2 separate regions of the Mus musculus genome follow, and region 2 is linked to region 1. The links are chromatin contacts, called in public promoter capture Hi-C maps. All regions are on one chromosome and are shown on one strand. Each heading gives the region's core, a stretch centred on a gene start, on an enhancer-like site or on the middle of the called end of the contact. The rest is flanking DNA. Distances are from core to core; before and after follow the strand shown.

Region 1 (3,162 bases), core at 136-2,635:
AGGACACCCTTGGCTAAGATGCTTGCTCACCTATAGAGGCTCAGAGGTTGGGAGACTTACCTGCCATCACACAGAGGGAAGTATGGTCAGCCACAGGATTGAAGCGCCAGTAGAGCAAGCCCAAGGCACCTGGTTCCTGGGGGCTGTGATCCTGTAGCTAACCTTAGGTTGAGCCTGGCCTTACCCTGCTAGGTCTCTTTTGCCATGGCTGATGGATGGCAGTTTCTTCCATTGCCCTCTAGATTTCCTGTTACAAGATTTTTGTTTGTTTTGTTTTTGTTTGGTTTGAGACAGTCTCACTATGTAACCTTGGCTGTCCTGGAACTTGCTATGTAGACCTGGCTAGACTCACATAGAGATCTGCCTGCCTCTGCTCCCCTCCCCCTCCAAATGCTGGAATTAAAGGTGTGTGTCACCACTCCAGGACTGTTATAGCTTTGTCATGGAGAGCCACACACCTATATTGTCATTCGCCGGTGTGTTGTTCCATGGCTACCTGTTTCATTGGTCACTAGGATAGCCATCAGACTGTTCCCAGCATCTGGGTCATTTGGCCATAGATGGGTACCAGATAAATGTAGGCCCATGGAAGGTGTATTACACCAAGTACCTGATGCTGAGCTGTGGAAACCCAGCCAACAGTGACCAGGCCTTTCTCTGGGTGGGTTGTTCTCCTAGAGTGAAATTGTCACCTCATCTACAAACGCTGAGGATGACTGACTCCCTGCTGGGTGGCCATGGGAACCAGAGATGGAGAAGGTCATGTAGAGGCTGATTGGGACTCAGTTCCCAATTCCAATCATTAGAGTTATTATTATTGGTTGAAGACCAGCTGGCTAGTGAAGGGATCTGTTGTGTTCCCCAGAGCTGAGAGGAGAGGCTGGGACTAGAAGTGGTACAGCTAGACTCAGCTGGATTCAGTGACACAAGCCCCGCCCCTCAGCTCCCCTTCCAGACTCTATGTATTCCATTCAGTCTAGCATCAGGAGGCTTAGATCAGTAGTCTGGGTCTTGCCCAGGACCACAGGCTATACAAGTTGGTATCACCCCTCACCCCTCACAGAACTCTTTCTCTGTACCAGGAGGCAATGCCCCATCCACCCTGTACCAGGCAGGTGGTTCAGTGCTACCAACCCTGCCCCTGGCTGGAACAATGTAGTCCAGACACTCCTGCCAGCTCCGCCCCTTCTTCAGGCTCCACCCTATTTACCAGTAGCTCCGCCTCCCCCCTCCTCAGCTTGAACCAGGAGACTGTCTCCTAGGCCCAGCTCCGCATGCAGACCCGCCCTATTTATATTAGGAGCCCTGCCCCCGATTCCCCGCCAGTTCGGGAGGCCCCGCCCCTCGCGGATTGCGAGGACGCGGGCGCGCGGCCGCAATCGGAGGAATACGGCTTGGTGGGCGGTTTCCCGCGCCGAGAGGAGAGCTGGCCACTGCGCTACCGCCTCGCTCGCAGCTGCGCCGGGCTGTAGCCTAGCTCCGCGTTCCGGAGTCGCCGCAGCCCGTGGGGCAGGTGAGCCCAGCGCGCTCCGCGCTACCCATACCCGGCGCACAGGGAGTCGGGGGCGCGGTCAGTTCGCTGCACCGGGCCCAGGGCTGTCGCCGCCTCCCCCAACGCACAGCGCAGCAGCTGAGTGAAGCCACAGGTGGGTGGCAGCTGGGGGCGGGGCCGGGATGCTCAGGCCTGTGGTTCCCTGGGGGGACCCCGATCCCCTGAGGTGGTGGTGGGTGGGTGCGCAGGATACAGGCCGGGCCCAGCTCGCGTGGGAGACTGACCCTGCTCAGGGCGCCCCAAGTGCTCAGCGTGATCCTACACTACGCTGGCTTCAACCCTAACAGGTGGTGACCCCTGAACCAGGTGTCAAGCCCATGGGGCCCTGGCGGATGACTCCCATGTACAGTACCACCCCCTGACATCCCTGACAGTCAGTTGACAGCTGGGCATAAATGCCAACTTCTTGATAACCCTAAGGTGACCCCTTAACACAAGTCCGACCCTTTGACAGCCCTGACAGGTGACATTTGAGCACAAGTGTCACTTCTGACTCCTATTTCTTTCCTCAGACTCCTGGTCTCTTGCCTGTCGCCCTCATGAGAAAAACCAACATGTGGTTCTTGGAACGACTTCGGGGGTCTGGGGAGAACGGAGCCAGCCGCGGTGAGGCTGGGGACAAGTCTTCCAAGGGTCCCTTGTATAGCAACGTGCTGACTCCGGACAAGATCCCCGACTTCTTCATCCCGCCCAAGCTGCCCTCTGGCCCCACAGAGGCTGAGGGACAGGCGGACCTGGGCCCCTCCACCTCAGAGCAAAACCTGGCTTCACCTGGGCCCCGTCGAGCACCTCGCAGTCCCCGGCTGCCGGCCAAGTTGGCCTCAGAGAGCAGGAGCCTGCTGAAGGCAGCCACACGACATGTGATTCAGATAGAGAGTGCGGAGGACTGGACAGCCGAGGAAGCCACCAACGCTGACCCCCAGGCGCAGGGTGCCATGTCATTGCCCTCTGTGCCCAAGGCTCAGACATCCTATGGCTTTGCCACACTGGCCGAGAGCCCCCACACCAGGCGCAAGGAGTCCCTTTTCCACAGTGAGCACGGGGCCCTGGCCCAGGTCGGATCCCCTGGTGCTGGCCGCCGGCGAGCAGGGGCCAAGGGCAATGGAGGTGATGGGGGATCCCGGGAGGTTGGGGGGGCCCTGATGAGCCCTAGCCGCTACTTCAGTGGCGGGGAAAGTGACACAGGGTCCTCTGCTGAGTCGTCCCCCTTCGGGTCCCCTCTGCTGTCTCGCTCTGTATCGCTGCTCAAGGGCTTCGCCCAGGACAGCCAGGCCAAAGTGAGCCAGCTGAAACAGTCGGTAGGTCGCCATGGCTCCCTGTCTGCGGATGATAGCACACCAGACACCAGCCCAGGTGTCCGTCGCCGCTTGTCCCGCAGGGCTACCCCGGAGCCAGGCCCGGAGTCTGGCCAGGCACCACGTGGAGAGCACACAGTGAAGATGGGCACCAGGGGCAGCGTGAGGCTGCTGGCCGAGTACGAGGCTGCTCAGGCCCGCCTGCGTGTGCGCCTGCTGGCGGCCGAGGGCCTGTATGACCGGCCCTGTGATGCCCGGAGCATCAATTGCTGCGTGGGGCTGTGCCTGGTGCCCGGGAAGCTGCAGAAGCAGCGG
Region 2 (3,228 bases), core at 704-3,203, 2.0 Mb before region 1:
TTCTCAGCTGCCTCCCAAGCCTGAATGTCCAAACTCAGCTACTTCTTAAAACTGTGCTGTTCCCAGAGGGCTTTTTATTGCTATATTCATTTGCTATCTTTGTTTTTGAAATAATTTAAAAATCCTAAAACTCACAGGATCTCTCTGCCATCTGGTGCGGCGATCAAAGGGGTCTTTTACTTTTATTTTTAACAGGTTCTCATATAGCCCAGGTTGGTCTCCAGTTCATATGTAGCTGAGGATCGCCTTGAACTCCCGATCCTCGTACTTCCACACAAGTGCTGGGATGGCAGGTGTGCGCCAGCAGTTCAGAGGACAGACCTTAGGATTTCCCTCATGTTTGGTGAATGTCCTACCTACTGAGCTACAGCCCCACTGTGGACAGTGAGCTCCCACTGTGGACAGTGAGCTTCCACAGTTGGACCTGTGGTCCCTGCTCTGCACAGCTGATGCAGCCCTGCCATCCACCCAGGGACGGTCCTTCCATAAGTACCTGCTCCATCCGTGCTCATGACATCGGCACCTTGAGCCAGCATCACTTCCAGACACCCCGCCGCACCCCTCATGGCTGCTAAGTGGAACCTAGAGGCACGAGTCAGGGGTCAACCCCAGAAGAATGTCCAAAGCCACCCCAGCCCCAGGGCTTGGACACTCACGCAGACTTGCCCTCGGGGTCCAGTTTTGTAGGCACCAGCCCCTTGTGGGCGATCAACGAGGCCACTCTGGCCACATCGTTGTTCTCCACTGCCTGGAGCAGTCGCTGGTCACTTTTGCCCCAGTCTTGGCCCTGCGGTGGCACACCCAGAGGTGCGAGGGACTGAGTGGGTCGATGTCCTTTCCCCACCAAGGAACAGGGGCAGTTGCTCCGGGCTCTCCCCACCCACCCCTGAGCACTTGCCTGGCGCCTGCCTCTGGCTGCGGGTTTTGGGATAGGGCACCGGCCACAGGGTGGGCAGGAGCTGAGGTCGGTGGGGCTGAGCCGGAGCTGTGGGATAGGTGGTCCTGGGCTGGGGGCCTCAGACAGTGTCTCTGAAACCTGCACCCCCCAGCGTGTGATCCAGGCCCACCACCAGGGCAGCTTCCAGATATCAATCCTCCTCAAACCACCTGTGTGTGCCTTAATCCAAAGCCAGTTTTGAAAGACAGGGTACAACTTTTTTTTTTTTTTTTTTTTTTTTTAAATAGCATGTCTCTTATGTAGACCAGGGTAGCCTGAAAGTCACAGAAATCTCCCAAAGTGCGAGGATTTCAATGATCCAGCTTTGTTTTTGTTTTTTGAGTCAGGGCCTCAAGTAGCCTAGGCTGCTGTCAAACTCCCTGGGAGTCAGGATGACCTTGAATTCCTGAACTTCCTGCCTCCCAGTCCTCGAGGCTGGGGTGACAGGTGTGGAACATCACACCTGGTTTATGTAGTGCTGGGCATGGAAGCCAGGGCTTGGTGGTGCCAAGCTCCTCGTTCACAATTATTTTACTGTCTTAGTTTTTTTGAGACTGGGTGTAACTAAAATTAAAGATCCCCTGCCTTAGCCTCCGAATGCTGGGATGACTGGCCTTTTCCAAACTATCCTCCAGCGCCCAGAACCTCGCTCCGTCCTTCACAGCTGCTCAGCCAAGACCATCGCCCCCAGGTAGCATCAAGGCCTGGCCAGCAGAACTGCAGCCGCTAATGTTTTTAAACTCACTGCCCAGGAACATGGACAGTTCCTGAGTCACTCACTGTCCACAGTGTCCTCCAAGACCTGCATCCCGCAACGGCCTGCTGACCCCACGCCTGCACAGACACGCCTGCCCTCAACACCGCCCTCCACTTCCCGCCCAGGCTCTACAGGCGCCCCGCCCTCTGCCGAACTTCTTTCTAGGAAAGAGGGGAAGGCGCAGAGGGACCCAAACGCCTACCGCGAAGGAGGCAGCAGCACACAGGCACAGCTGCTTCATGGCGAACCGCAGGAGGGCGGGGCCAGATCAGACCACGCCTACCTCCTCAGACACGGGGCTCTGCCCTCCTCCTGTGGCACACCTCTTCTCCAGACTCAGCACCCTTCCTCACCAGGCTCAGGCACAGAGCCCGCCCAGCTTCCCCCTAGATTTCAGGCCCCTCCCACCTCTTCCACGAAAGCTCAGGGCCCGCTCACATCCGTTCTAAGTTCCAGGTTACTCCCATTTTCCCCAGGCCCGCTCGCCCGCTGCTATATAGTGCTCTCTTCCCCACCACCCCACTCCTGCACCGACACGCTCCATCCCGCTGAAAAGGCTCCGCCCCGCAACTCCATGATGGTCCCTATCGGGTGTCAGCCCGCTAACTCCTCACCTCCAGCTCACCTTACTTACAATGATGGACATCATTCATTCAGCCATCACCTTCCAGTCTTCATTCATTCATACATTTATGCCTATCTTTTCATTCATTCATTCGTTCATCCATCGTTTCACACATTCACTCTCTCCAACAGTCATTATTCGCACTTTGCTAATGTTTTCATTCACCCATTCGCTCATTAATTTCCTCACCACCCATTTACTAACGTCTTTTCATGGGCAAATGCATTGGCTTACTCATCCCTTCATTCACGCACACATCCTCTCACCCATTCACTCCTCCAACCTACCTGTCCACCCATCTACTCTTTCATTATTTACTTCGCTCCAGTAGCTCTCAAGTCTCACTCCAAACTTGAATCCCAGGTCTGCCTCGCCATTATCCACCTATGGGACTGACCTAGACCTCACCTGTTGGAGCCTCCGCCCTCCTCATATGTGCAATGGGGTTTCACATAGACTTTCCAGACACAGCTCCGGAGGGCCGTGCAGAGGCTGAGCAGAACGCACCGCCCTGCACAACAGGCCTGGTACACCATGAGTACACAATAAGAACTGCATTTCATTCTTCAGGCACATGCATCTGGACCTGTGCACAGCTTCCAGGCTGGGTCAGAGGAATCTTTAGATCAACTGGAAGTGGGGGTTGCAACCCCCGTTTCTGGCTCTAAGGTGTGTGGGCACTTGTCTGCCTTGCCTGAAATTAGAGCCCTCTATGCAGGACCCACAAAATATCCCTGGGCCACAGCCTGAGACTCTTCTGTTCTACATTTATCAAGTGACTGCGGAATGACTTTCTAGCTCTCTGGCTTCTGTGCATGTAAGTTGGCACTGTAGAAGCTGTCTTGGAGACGGAGCAGCAGGCAGGGACACACGACAGGAGCTGTGGGATGAGAATCCCAGAGAGGCAGA

Evidence for each region. Promoter capture Hi-C pulls out the DNA fragments that hold promoters and counts their contacts.
Region 2: a promoter capture Hi-C map of hippocampal neurons shows a contact between it and region 1, with 10 times the contacts expected there. The contact joins the promoter of Ankrd24 here to the promoter of C2cd4c in region 1. A contact is called at or near these places in 2 of 39 promoter capture datasets (hippocampal neurons and liver).

Annotation. Positions count from the first base shown.
Region 1 is chr10:79,612,241-79,615,402 of GRCm38.p6, reverse strand. It overlaps C2cd4c (C2 calcium-dependent domain containing 4C), which reads left to right and starts at 1,385. Exons shown (of 2, transcript NM_198614.3): 1 at 1,385-1,646; 2 at 2,065-3,162. The coding sequence starts at 2,092.
Region 2 is chr10:81,632,424-81,635,651 of GRCm38.p6, reverse strand. Ankrd24 (ankyrin repeat domain 24) reads right to left here and starts at 1,953. Exons shown (of 20, transcript NM_001374016.1): 1 at 1,897-1,953; 2 at 899-985; 3 at 657-787; 4 at 494-582. The coding sequence starts at 1,935.